Regions from separate parts of the Gasterosteus aculeatus genome. Here region 2 is linked to region 1. Evidence: chromatin contacts called from public Hi-C data. All regions are on one chromosome and are shown on one strand. Each heading gives the region's core, a stretch centred on a gene start, on an enhancer-like site or on the middle of the called end of the contact. The rest is flanking DNA. Distances are from core to core; before and after follow the strand shown. Region 1 has its middle 29 kb from the start of LOC120817096. Region 2 has its middle 30 kb from the start of net1.

Region 1 (5,134 bases), core at 1,126-3,625:
ATTCTACTCACTTCTAAATCAAAACACATTCTGCCATCTAGCCCAAGCTCCTTTGAGAAAACAAAGTATTTTAAAAGTCCTTGTTGTCCTTGCTGTTTGGCGACCCCGGAGGATGTGATGCACCCAGACGAGACCCCGTTTAGGTTCTAGTTTGCTGGACCCCCCCAATCCCAATGCATGGATTTTACAACTGGAATAGTTGGCTCAGTGTAAATGAGAGTATGTGTGGAGACGACAGACGGTGCCTGGTAATGCGTTTAAAGGAGCACGTTGTTTGCGCAGGCTGAACGTTGGCATTCTGCCCTCCACTCCCGGCTCGGAGAAAACGCGGTTGCATTGGACCACCGAGCCATGCCGACTACTAACCGCACCTTTAGAGAACCCCTGTGGGACTACGTCAAACACACATCCACATGCTGGCACACGAGTAGATTCAGTGGCTTTTACAATCAGGTTTTTAAGGTAAAAAAAAAAAAAGCCTGTCGGGATTACTCCATCCCGTGATTAGAGCTCCGCATTCTGCCAGAGTGCGTCGGACGCCAGCCATTGTTCAGTGTTGCACGAGCCCCATCTCGTCAAAGTGCCAGGCCGCACTAACTGAGGACCTGAGGGGGGACGGTGGAGAGGACGAGGAGTAGAGTGATTGTTGGAGCCAACTGACTTGGGTTTGGAAAGGGTTTTTTAGACATTAATTTCTCCGAGCCACGAGTGTTTAAAGTGAACACAGGAGACCAGACTGGGTTGATGAAGGTTGGATCTCCGGTCAGGCTGAAGAAGGAATGTATCTAACACACTGGATGCTGTTCATTCCTTCAGTTTCTCATAAATGTATTCGGGGGTTCTTTGGAGTGGCCAAAAAGTTATTCATTTGAGTCATAGACCCAAACTCACCACAAGTTTGACATGTAATGTTTGGGGTTTTGAAGTTAAGAACAAAGAGAAGCCGGATAGAAATAAGAGAGTGACATGTGGGGATAAAAGTCAAAACAAAATGTTGCTAAAGGCTAGTATTCTTCTTCTTTAAGGACGTACGTGTGCTGCCTTCACACACGCAAAGGGGTTTTTGGTTGTATGTGGTTAAAAGGAACCGATGTGCTTAGAAAATCTCAACTGACTCAAGGACCCACGCTGTAAAAAAAACAAATTGTAAGTGTATTAATTGGCCGCCACAAATCAATCTCCATTCCCCGTCCTCTCATGCGCTTTTCACGTAACACGTTACCGCCGAGCAGATTCACCTGCTGATTTAGTCTGTGCGTTTTTGTCAAAAGGAACGGTAGAAACAATTAAGGTGACCTTGAATGCAGATAGTTTTCAAGTTTTATTTGAGCATGGAATATATCATTTTTGGGTGAAATATTTATAAGCGATTACGAATATCAGACAATTCATACATAACAGCAACATAAGTCAAACCTCTGAGAAACTGTCTGCTGAATTCAGCCCCTGAAAGGTCTAATAATGCTGTAGTTTATAGCTTCCCAGCTTCATGTGGTGCAGCTGCCCCTCCGCTCTGCAGGCCCTATGAAGGACGCCATTGTTGCCCAGGGCCCAGGTATTTTGGCAGGTCACAATCAGCTAACGACAGACAAACTGTACCTCTGGCTCACCTGCTTACTCTGCTCACAAAGGCAGGATTTTGTGCGAGTAGTTGCAAGTAGCACGCGAGGGGGAGACTAGGAGAAGGTATGGAGTAATGCAGCTTATCAGATAGAGCTGTGCTTTCTGTCTGCCAGCTCATTACACAACTGGCACGGAGAGATCCAGAAAAAACGAACACACACACACACACACACACTGATCAGGCTGCTTCCTAAGGATTACATACAGGTGAAAAGATGGGGGATTTTTGAATACGATGATCACAATGTCAAACATCACATTTGAAGTCTGCTTTCTCTCCTGTTTTGGGGTAAAGGAATATTGTGCACATTCTTCAATATCTTTGTCTGTTTCAACAAACCCACAAAGGGTTGGCTATCAACTGTTAGCATGTGTTAAAATGCGAACTAATTTCTGTGTTTTAGGACTAATTCCTAAACACTCTCCAGGCAAATATATGCAGTAATTCAAAAAGACAAAAGGGAAATGGGTTTGAGAGTTCAAGTTCATGGCACTTGTAAAAACTGCACCATCTACAAACAGACCAAGGACCAACTTTTAAAACACAAAAAACATGCCGCTGATTGAGAAAGTATTAAAGTGCGTACACCGGAGCTGCCCTACCAATTAAACTGAAGTGCATAGGCTCCATGGACTTTTACTTTAATGGTAGCGCTTCCTGCTTTTTTCTACCGGTCTTGCTTGGCAGGTGTGACTGTTTCGTGTTGAGGCTCAATCAGAGGTAATTACCCACCATTACACCCCTGTGAATCATGGCAGCCACTGTGAGGTGATGTCAAGGCAGTAGGTGGGAAGGTTAGATGTGGGACAACAACCTGTAATGCAACCCTGCAGGCTAAATGGAGGCACCGGTGCCTAGAAAACCCGCACCCCACACACACACACACACACACACACACACACAGACAAATGGGAGCTTGTAATCCCTGACGAATGAACAAAGGCCACGTGTGTTTCATGTTCATGAGTCCATGTGTGCAGTTGGCAGGGTCGGAGTTTAGGGGGTGCCGAGGTCACCAATAAAATAACGACTTCTGCCGCGAGGAGGACACATTAGAGACACGAACACGACCAACGCACAATGTACGGCGCTGATTCTTAGTCCAGATTAGAGATGCCAAACACACGACAGGCAGAGGAGAGACACGGTGAGGGCAAAACACCAAAGAGGATCAGGATCTGGAGAGGCTCAGCACAGACAGGAGAGCAACACACTGCTCAAGGAGCCCGGTCCGAATGTGTAAACATGGCACGGGCTTCTGGATTGTTTGATACCAACACAAATTAATCCACCGAGTGCTGGATGGAACCTTATCTTCTGGTAATTAGTCACCTATAGTGCCTTTGAACCCCTCACACTGAGACTCTCCAGTTCAACTTTAGTTATCATGAGCTTCCGTGCTTTTGTAGGCCTGTGTGTCTCTGTATTTTGTTTGTGATTGATGATGCTATCGTGGGCCAAACTAAAACACAGGAGGTCAAGGTGAGACTGTGAGATAGAAACCAGTTGCAGCTTCCATCTTAAACTGTCTGATTAGGTGAATGCTTGTGAAGGTCTTTCCTATGGCTGTCTATTGTCCAGGGCGTCTACGTTTAAGCAACCAACCAGATGCGACACTGTGTCTCTAAACGGATCCTATCCTTGTTTTCACAACTTTTAAGGGGTTCTCTCCCCTGGTACTGCAACCCTCCTCCACCCCAAGCACCTCCACCCCCCTCAGTCCTCCTCCACAGGCAGCATCGGTTTGCAGCAACTTCCCTTCTTCACCACCACCAGCATCTGGACTCCAGCGGGAATTCTGTTACTGTAGGGTTCGACCTGGTTGAGGATAAAGTCCAATCATCAAAGATTTTGCACTATTTCGATGTTGTACAGAAAATAGTATTGTTGATTCCGAACGAGTCTCTCCTGATTGAACTATGGTTACAAGTTTCTGTGCCAAACATGTCTGGAATAAATCTTCTTTGGACAGCTAATTCACACCTAAATCTATCAAACGAGACATTACAGAGAGCTGCTTTTCAGAGACAAAGGGTCACTACATCAGCGAGCCAAAATGTGACTTACTTCCGGGAGATTGTAGCAGGACATCAAGAACGTAAGAGAGAGTGAGGATGGAGGAGACGCACCAGTCGGACCAGAGGGGCTGTCTGCTGCCTCCAGAAGAACGGGCTAAGTTGTGGGATCTGTTTAAAAGAAGCGGGTGAAAAGGAAAGCCCCAGGCCAGTGCTGCGCACAGTCAACCCACTGCAGCTTTTACCCGGGAATCATGGGAAGGGAGGGAGCACCTATCGGCCCCCACCTCAGATAAAGTGCTAATTGAGTCCTGTGGCGGGTGACTTTGAAGAATAGCCTTTCCCTTGTTCTCAAATCCTCCACCTTCTCCCCTCAAAAGCTTCCTCAGCACTCGCTTTAACAGAGTGTGTGTGTCGGCCCCGGAGAGTGTAAAGGTTTTACAACAGCTCTGTAGGTGCAGGAGTCAGGGAGGTTTTTAGTGAGGCTTAGTAAACAAAACGCTGAGAGAGCTTTTCGCTAAAGCTCTGCGCTTATACTTTCAAATTTGTCTCTCTTCTCTGGCGTCAGCATTCTGCGCACATGCAGGGCCCCAGTCAGACACTGAAAGGGACTTGTGGCTGAAAACATTCGGACCAGATTAAGGGGCTGATAAGTACGGGATGATTTTGAGTAGTAAGTTTACAGTCAGACCAACTTTTGTATCTGTGTGAACTATTACACCGAGCAAAGGTTCAGAATCAGAATCAGAAGGCATTTATTGTCACATAAGTCACACATAGAGGAATTTGACCTGGTTAAATTGGTGCTATGTAAGAATAAAATAAGATAAAGTAAAAAAAGATAAAAATGTACAAAGTGTAAAGTGTAATGTTAGTCGCTTTGGTTAAAAGCGTCTGCTATATGACCTGTACTACTGTACTACAAGCAAGAATTAACAATATAAACAGATAAGTACGTTAAAACACGTATATAAGTCAATATGTTTCCACGGTGAGAGAAATCACTGTGCAAAAAGTGTCGTGGATGGAGTATTTGGGTCATTTGGGGACTCGGACTCGGTTCATGAGACCAACTGCTGTCGGGAAAAAACTGTTTCTGTGGTGAGAGGTCTTGGTCCTGATGGACCTCAGCCTCCGGCCAGAGGGAAGGGGCTCGAAGAGCTTGTGTCCGGGGTGAGAGGGGTCGGTGACAGGGGTCGCGGAGGCAAACTAAAGTCAGAATTTAGTTCTGTGTAGGTCTGTGTTGCTGTGTCACTGGGACTGTAGAACAAGACTTCACCTAAAGTCCCGTTCTTTACATTTGCAGTGCTTTGAAGGATTTGAGAGACCCCACCCCTCCACCGACCCGGCTGTGTTTACAGGAGCGCCATCTCTTTACCGATGGATCACACTGAACCCCAAGGTTCACTGCTGCAGCTTGGGTGGTTCCGTGTTCGTACGTGTCCGTTTGCGCCCCCGTGAAAACAGAGGCCCCAGCTTTGTGGTTTATGGGGCG
Region 2 (5,134 bases), core at 1,831-4,330, 34 kb after region 1:
GCTAATACACAGGTCCTCTTCTTCTCCACTGTTGGACAACAAGTACCTATTGTATGTTTATGTTCACATGTTCTATGCCTTCAGGATGTTTCAGTAAACAGGCCCCCACCCTTGAACATGACGTATTTTAATCTGGAGTGCACACAAACTTCTTGTGACTCTGTACAACTGTGCCTTTTCTGTGCAAGAATACAATTCATCATTTTAAGAGACACGTTCTGTGTCACGGCGGAGTGGTCGAAGTAGGACCCAAACGCAGAATTCATTACGGTTTAGGAAAGGAAAACCGCAGTATTTAGGAAAGTTATGATGCCACAGAAGACGCATGTGAGTCAGTCTGCGGCGGCCAAAGTGCAATTTCTTAAAAGATGGACTGCAAAGAAGCGCATCTTAGATGTGTTGTTACAATTCTGAGTCATGCAGACTACATAAAACCACCAGGTTCAAAGTATAACGTTATTAACAAGGTTGCACTGTGAATAAGTTATGCTGACAGTTACTACGTGAACGGCCGAATGATACGTCACTATTTAAATATTGCCGTGGGACGGATTTATCTGTTTTCCTTTCGGAAAAGATGGTCCAGTGGTTCCTATGCAGAAGGGGTAGTAGGGAAGCATTGAAGCTCCTTTCCTTAGAGAATTCAAACAGATCTTATCACGGCGTCCACTTACACTATTGGGTCATTTCACTCAGTTAGGAACCTTCCTAAGCAAATGTGACAATTCGAATCCAGCCACACAGAAATAGCACCAGGGCAGGAAGTGAACTTAACCCAGCAAAATAAAACACTGTGACAGTTCTGTTTGACAGTATTCTTCATTTAAGTTCATAAAGACTCAATAAAAAGATTTTCCACCACAGAGTTAAATCAGATAACAACTGCCAAAACAGTGTTGAGCGCTGAAATGCCGTGTGTGCATACAGGTGGAGCCGTCACTGTCCAAATCCCTGCTTTATGAGGCTGTGTCCTCCCAGTCCTTATCTTATACGTACAAAGCTCGCTCTGATATGAACAAGCATACATGTTCTCGGAGGCCTTACATAATGTCCTCATGCTGATTTGAACAGTGTAAATATGCCTTTGTGATTCAAGAGGCAGCTCCTGACAAGATGATGCAACCCGTACATTTACATTTGACACAAAGTGTATTAATAATAACATCATATATATATATATATATATATCATGTCAAAAGAATAGGTCATATGTCATACATGTATACACAGATAAGTTATGGTATTTTCCTTTTTAACTTTCTTGGCGAATCCTAAAGAACACGCCTTAATTGTAAGTATCCCACAAAGACGAATACTAATCAAAGTATAACGACCACAGGGCCACCAGGAAGTATAACGACCACAGGGCGCGCCAACAAATAGCTGTAAGTTTCTCATGTGAAACGATGAGTCAACTATGAATTACTTCAGTAACGACACTTCCATAGTTAATTTACCTGGTGAACAATCTATTCATAAAGACTAAGTCGGTAGATTTGTTGGCTGAACAACTTACTATAAAAAGTATTTCATAATCTTTTCCTAAACCTAACTAAGTGGTTTTGTTGTATAAAACTATAAAACAAGGTATTACGTTCTTTACCTAAACCTAACTTAACAGTTTTGTTGCCTAACTCTATATGAGCTGTGTTCTGTGAAAACAAATGTTTGTATTGATTAACCCTTTATGCTGGACAAAAACAAGCAGTAGAAGAAGATGGTATCCTTTATTAATAACCATGGGGAAACTCCTCTCTGCGCGTACCCCATCACACACATGATGCTCGGGAAACAATCAGGCGATAGGTGTCTTGCTCAGGGACACTTCCACAAGGGACATGGAGCAGCCAGGGTTTCGAACCGCCAACCTTGCAATTACCGGCACACCCTCTCCACTCGCGTCCCAGTTTGTCAGCTGTTTCATCTGTCTACGCCAGAATATAAATGAAACAGCTTCAGCTGTAAACCAGCAACTTCTGTGTTATGAGAGGTAATATATGTGATTTTATCAACGCAGCGGGGCTTAAGAGTCAAAGCAGAGAAAACGGTCTGACAGCAAGGTAAAAGGGTGAAAATAATATCAGGTATAACACCTTAACTTAAGATTGTTTTTATTATAGAAACTCCATCTAGTGTATGTAATTCAATAACTTTGGAAAATTACCTCAGAAAACAACACTTCAAACACTCCAAACTCCCCTTTGAAGGGCAGGTCCAGTCAATCCAAGTTATTCAGTTCCTGTACTGCCGACCATTACCGAGGATAAATCCAGTTTATTACGACTTGGCTCCTGTTTTTGTAGTCCTGGGCATCATTTGTATAATACGCTAATAAAGTATTTACTAAAGTGATTGCGGAGATCTGGAAACATGGCGACATCACTCAAATGGATTTGAGATGATGAGAAACCCAAGCAGCAAAGCATTCAGACGGCCTGTAAGGAGCATTCAGTGGTCACCTCAGTACACTCCACAACCAACAAGCCAATCTATTGCAAACGGATTCATAATCACAGAAAGTTAAATGATCTCCATGTCTAACTACATGCAGTATCCTGCTAATATTAATGCATTAATGAGTTATGATCTATTGATATAGAGGGGACAAGTTTCTACATTGAGAGCTTCAACTTCCAACACTGTTGGTACATTTTCCTGATGAAGCTCTCATGCTTTCACTAAATAACATTGGCTTGCTGGCATTGGCCTGACTTTTGTAACCCTAATTATTACCTGGGAATGTCGCTGCTTTAATTCCCACTGGAGCCATGAAAATAATACTAATGTAAATTGTTCTGACACAAGTCCCGAGCCAGGAAATTTCCGGAGCATCCACATGGAAAATGATGTGCGGCTCCTGATGTAGGAATGGAAAACTGCGAAACCATTTTTGGGTTGCAACCAGAGATAATCTGCGATTCTCGGGTTTCTCGTGGTCTTGAGCTAATCTATTCTTGAAACATTTGGAGGCTTGGTGAAGGGAGCGGAGCAAATAATCCTGTGACAGATTTTAAAACAACGCCAAGGAGCATTCATACCTGACGGAACGAGTCAGTCTGGTGAGGCAAGCAGGAGGATGCCAGGTCTGCTATTCTGGACTCGATGATCCGTGATATGTGAAGCGGATTCCTGTTTGATAGCTTTGGTGACTGCGAGAAAAGCTACTTCAAAGGGGAGGCATTCCTCCCGAAATGAAACTGGCATGTGGCTCCCACTCAAAGTAATATGTAGAAATGCACCTCAAGGTGCCTGATAGCCATCGTGTTTCATAGGTCTTATATCAGTCTTGGCAGGTCGTACGCCCTCAAAGCACTGCTGCTTTACCACTGCGCTTTACCGTAGCCAATGTCAGCATATAAACCGATTACTCACTCCCAACAAACCGAAACATAAAAAACACAGGAAAGGTTTGGCAGTTTAGACGTCCAAGAAAAACTGCCATGAGGACATAGTGAGCGGAGGCCGTTTCAAATCTTCAAAGCCTCTCCACGAGGACATGGTCAAAAGCCCGAGTCTCACTAGAACATGGGACTCTATATCTTGAAGGATGAATACCATTTTACTGAACATCACAAGCCCATTTGTTTCATGTCTTTAACTGGGACACAAGCAGGTTTCCGCGGCGCACAAAGGCTAGCTAAACTAGCTAGCAAGTTTAGCTCATGTTTGTTGTTGAGCTTTATGGCAAACCTAACCTTCCTGGTTCCACGTGTCACATTAACTAGCAACAGCAGGAGTCTCGGGGCCTTTCTCGCGATGTGTCCTAGTCTGCACGTGTTCTCGTAGGCTTGTACAATTGTTCCAATTCAAAAGACTCCATCATTTTTGAATTCGATCCACTGCTTTCGGAGGGGTGAGGTCCTGCTGGCGCAACATGGCCAGTATCCGGCCGGCCTCATGGTTCCCTGGGGAGACCTGCCTTTTCATCATGAGACTTTTTACAATCTGCCGCTTCTATCGATGTCTCTGAACCGGTTAAACATGAGATATGATTTGGTTTGTGTGTCTGTATCAAGCAATCTGTGGTCTCAGGGAATAAATGCGTTAGCAGTCTGTGGTTTAAAACTCGGTAGTAACAGACAGAACATAACGCCACCCTAATTGTGTTTTGTGAAAAACATCCCTGATGGGAATCCTTTCCCTCTTGCGTTTTTGTTTTTCAACACATGAATGTTTTAGTGAGCCATTAATTGTTGTTGAGGTTTTCTTTTCTTTCTTTCCCACCGTCACATGTCATCTCCTGAGGCGAAAGGAAATCCACGAGACAAAGTGAAGCGATTTGTCTGAGAGAAGCGCACCGAGCTGACAGCTCCTTTCGGCAGCGTGTGAGCGATGACTGAACAAGTTCCCCGTCTGTCAGGAATGAGCAGGACAGAGTGTATTTTGACATAAACACGGAGGGGGTGCTGTGAACCCATTTGACCTTCTGTTGTCTCCGAGTGCCCCCGAGCGCTGCCTTGCTGGTTAGATGTTGGTCTTGAGCTGACTGTGTTATCAGCCTTTGGTGTGGATTTTTTTAAACTGAATGTTTCATACCAGGGATTTTCTAGAAGGTCATGCAGAACTTCGTCATTAATGTCCCTCACTGGCTAGACTGGCCTTTGTCCACAGTAAATCAGTAAACACCAACATTTCCATGTCAATGCAGAAAACCTATGTGCATATTTCCATAATTTTTGGAGAAGTAGTTGCTTACTTGTTGGGAGTTAGATGAAAATATCGATTCCGCTCTCAAAAGCTATTAGCAGTCAATTAGCAGTCAAGGCGCACTGGGAACAGTCATAAAACTGTCAAAAGCAGAAAGACGGCCTACGTGTACATGCTTTGTCTCAAATGTTTAATCTGTGGTATTCACATTCTCATCTAATTCTTTGCCAAAAAGCAAGTCCCCGTGTGTCTCAAACTGTCAAACTAAGCCATACATCAACTGGAACCTTTTTGAAAACACTGATGCACCCTAATCCTTTTGTACCCTAAATGACTGCTCAATGTCCGTTCTGTTTGCGTTGCACCTCATGGTGGGCAGTCGGCTCAGATGCTGGAGCTGAAGGCAGTTTGTAGAGTGTCAGGGTTGTGTTTGTGGAGTTCTTTGGTGGAGGGAGATAAGCCTCGATGGATGTGGCGCTGACAGATC

Evidence for each region. Hi-C and Micro-C count contacts between places; a contact is called where the count stands out from the background.
Region 2: a contact with region 1 is called in a Hi-C map of blood and trunk muscle, with 2.3 times the contacts expected there. The contact joins two enhancer-like sites. A contact is called at or near these places in 5 of 6 Hi-C or Micro-C datasets (blood and trunk muscle, liver, skeletal muscle and 1 more).

Annotation. Positions count from the first base shown.
Region 1 is chr4:22,424,321-22,429,454 of fGasAcu3.hap1.1, forward strand. No RefSeq gene overlaps it. Among protein-coding and RNA genes, the nearest start is that of LOC120817096, 29 kb to the left of the region's middle. Within about 2 kb of position 2,376, at least 4 of the 9 cell types and tissues checked have open chromatin away from gene starts, as enhancers often do.
Region 2 is chr4:22,457,686-22,462,819 of fGasAcu3.hap1.1, forward strand. No RefSeq gene overlaps it. Among protein-coding and RNA genes, the nearest start is that of net1, 30 kb to the right of the region's middle. Within about 2 kb of position 3,081, at least 3 of the 9 cell types and tissues checked have open chromatin away from gene starts, as enhancers often do.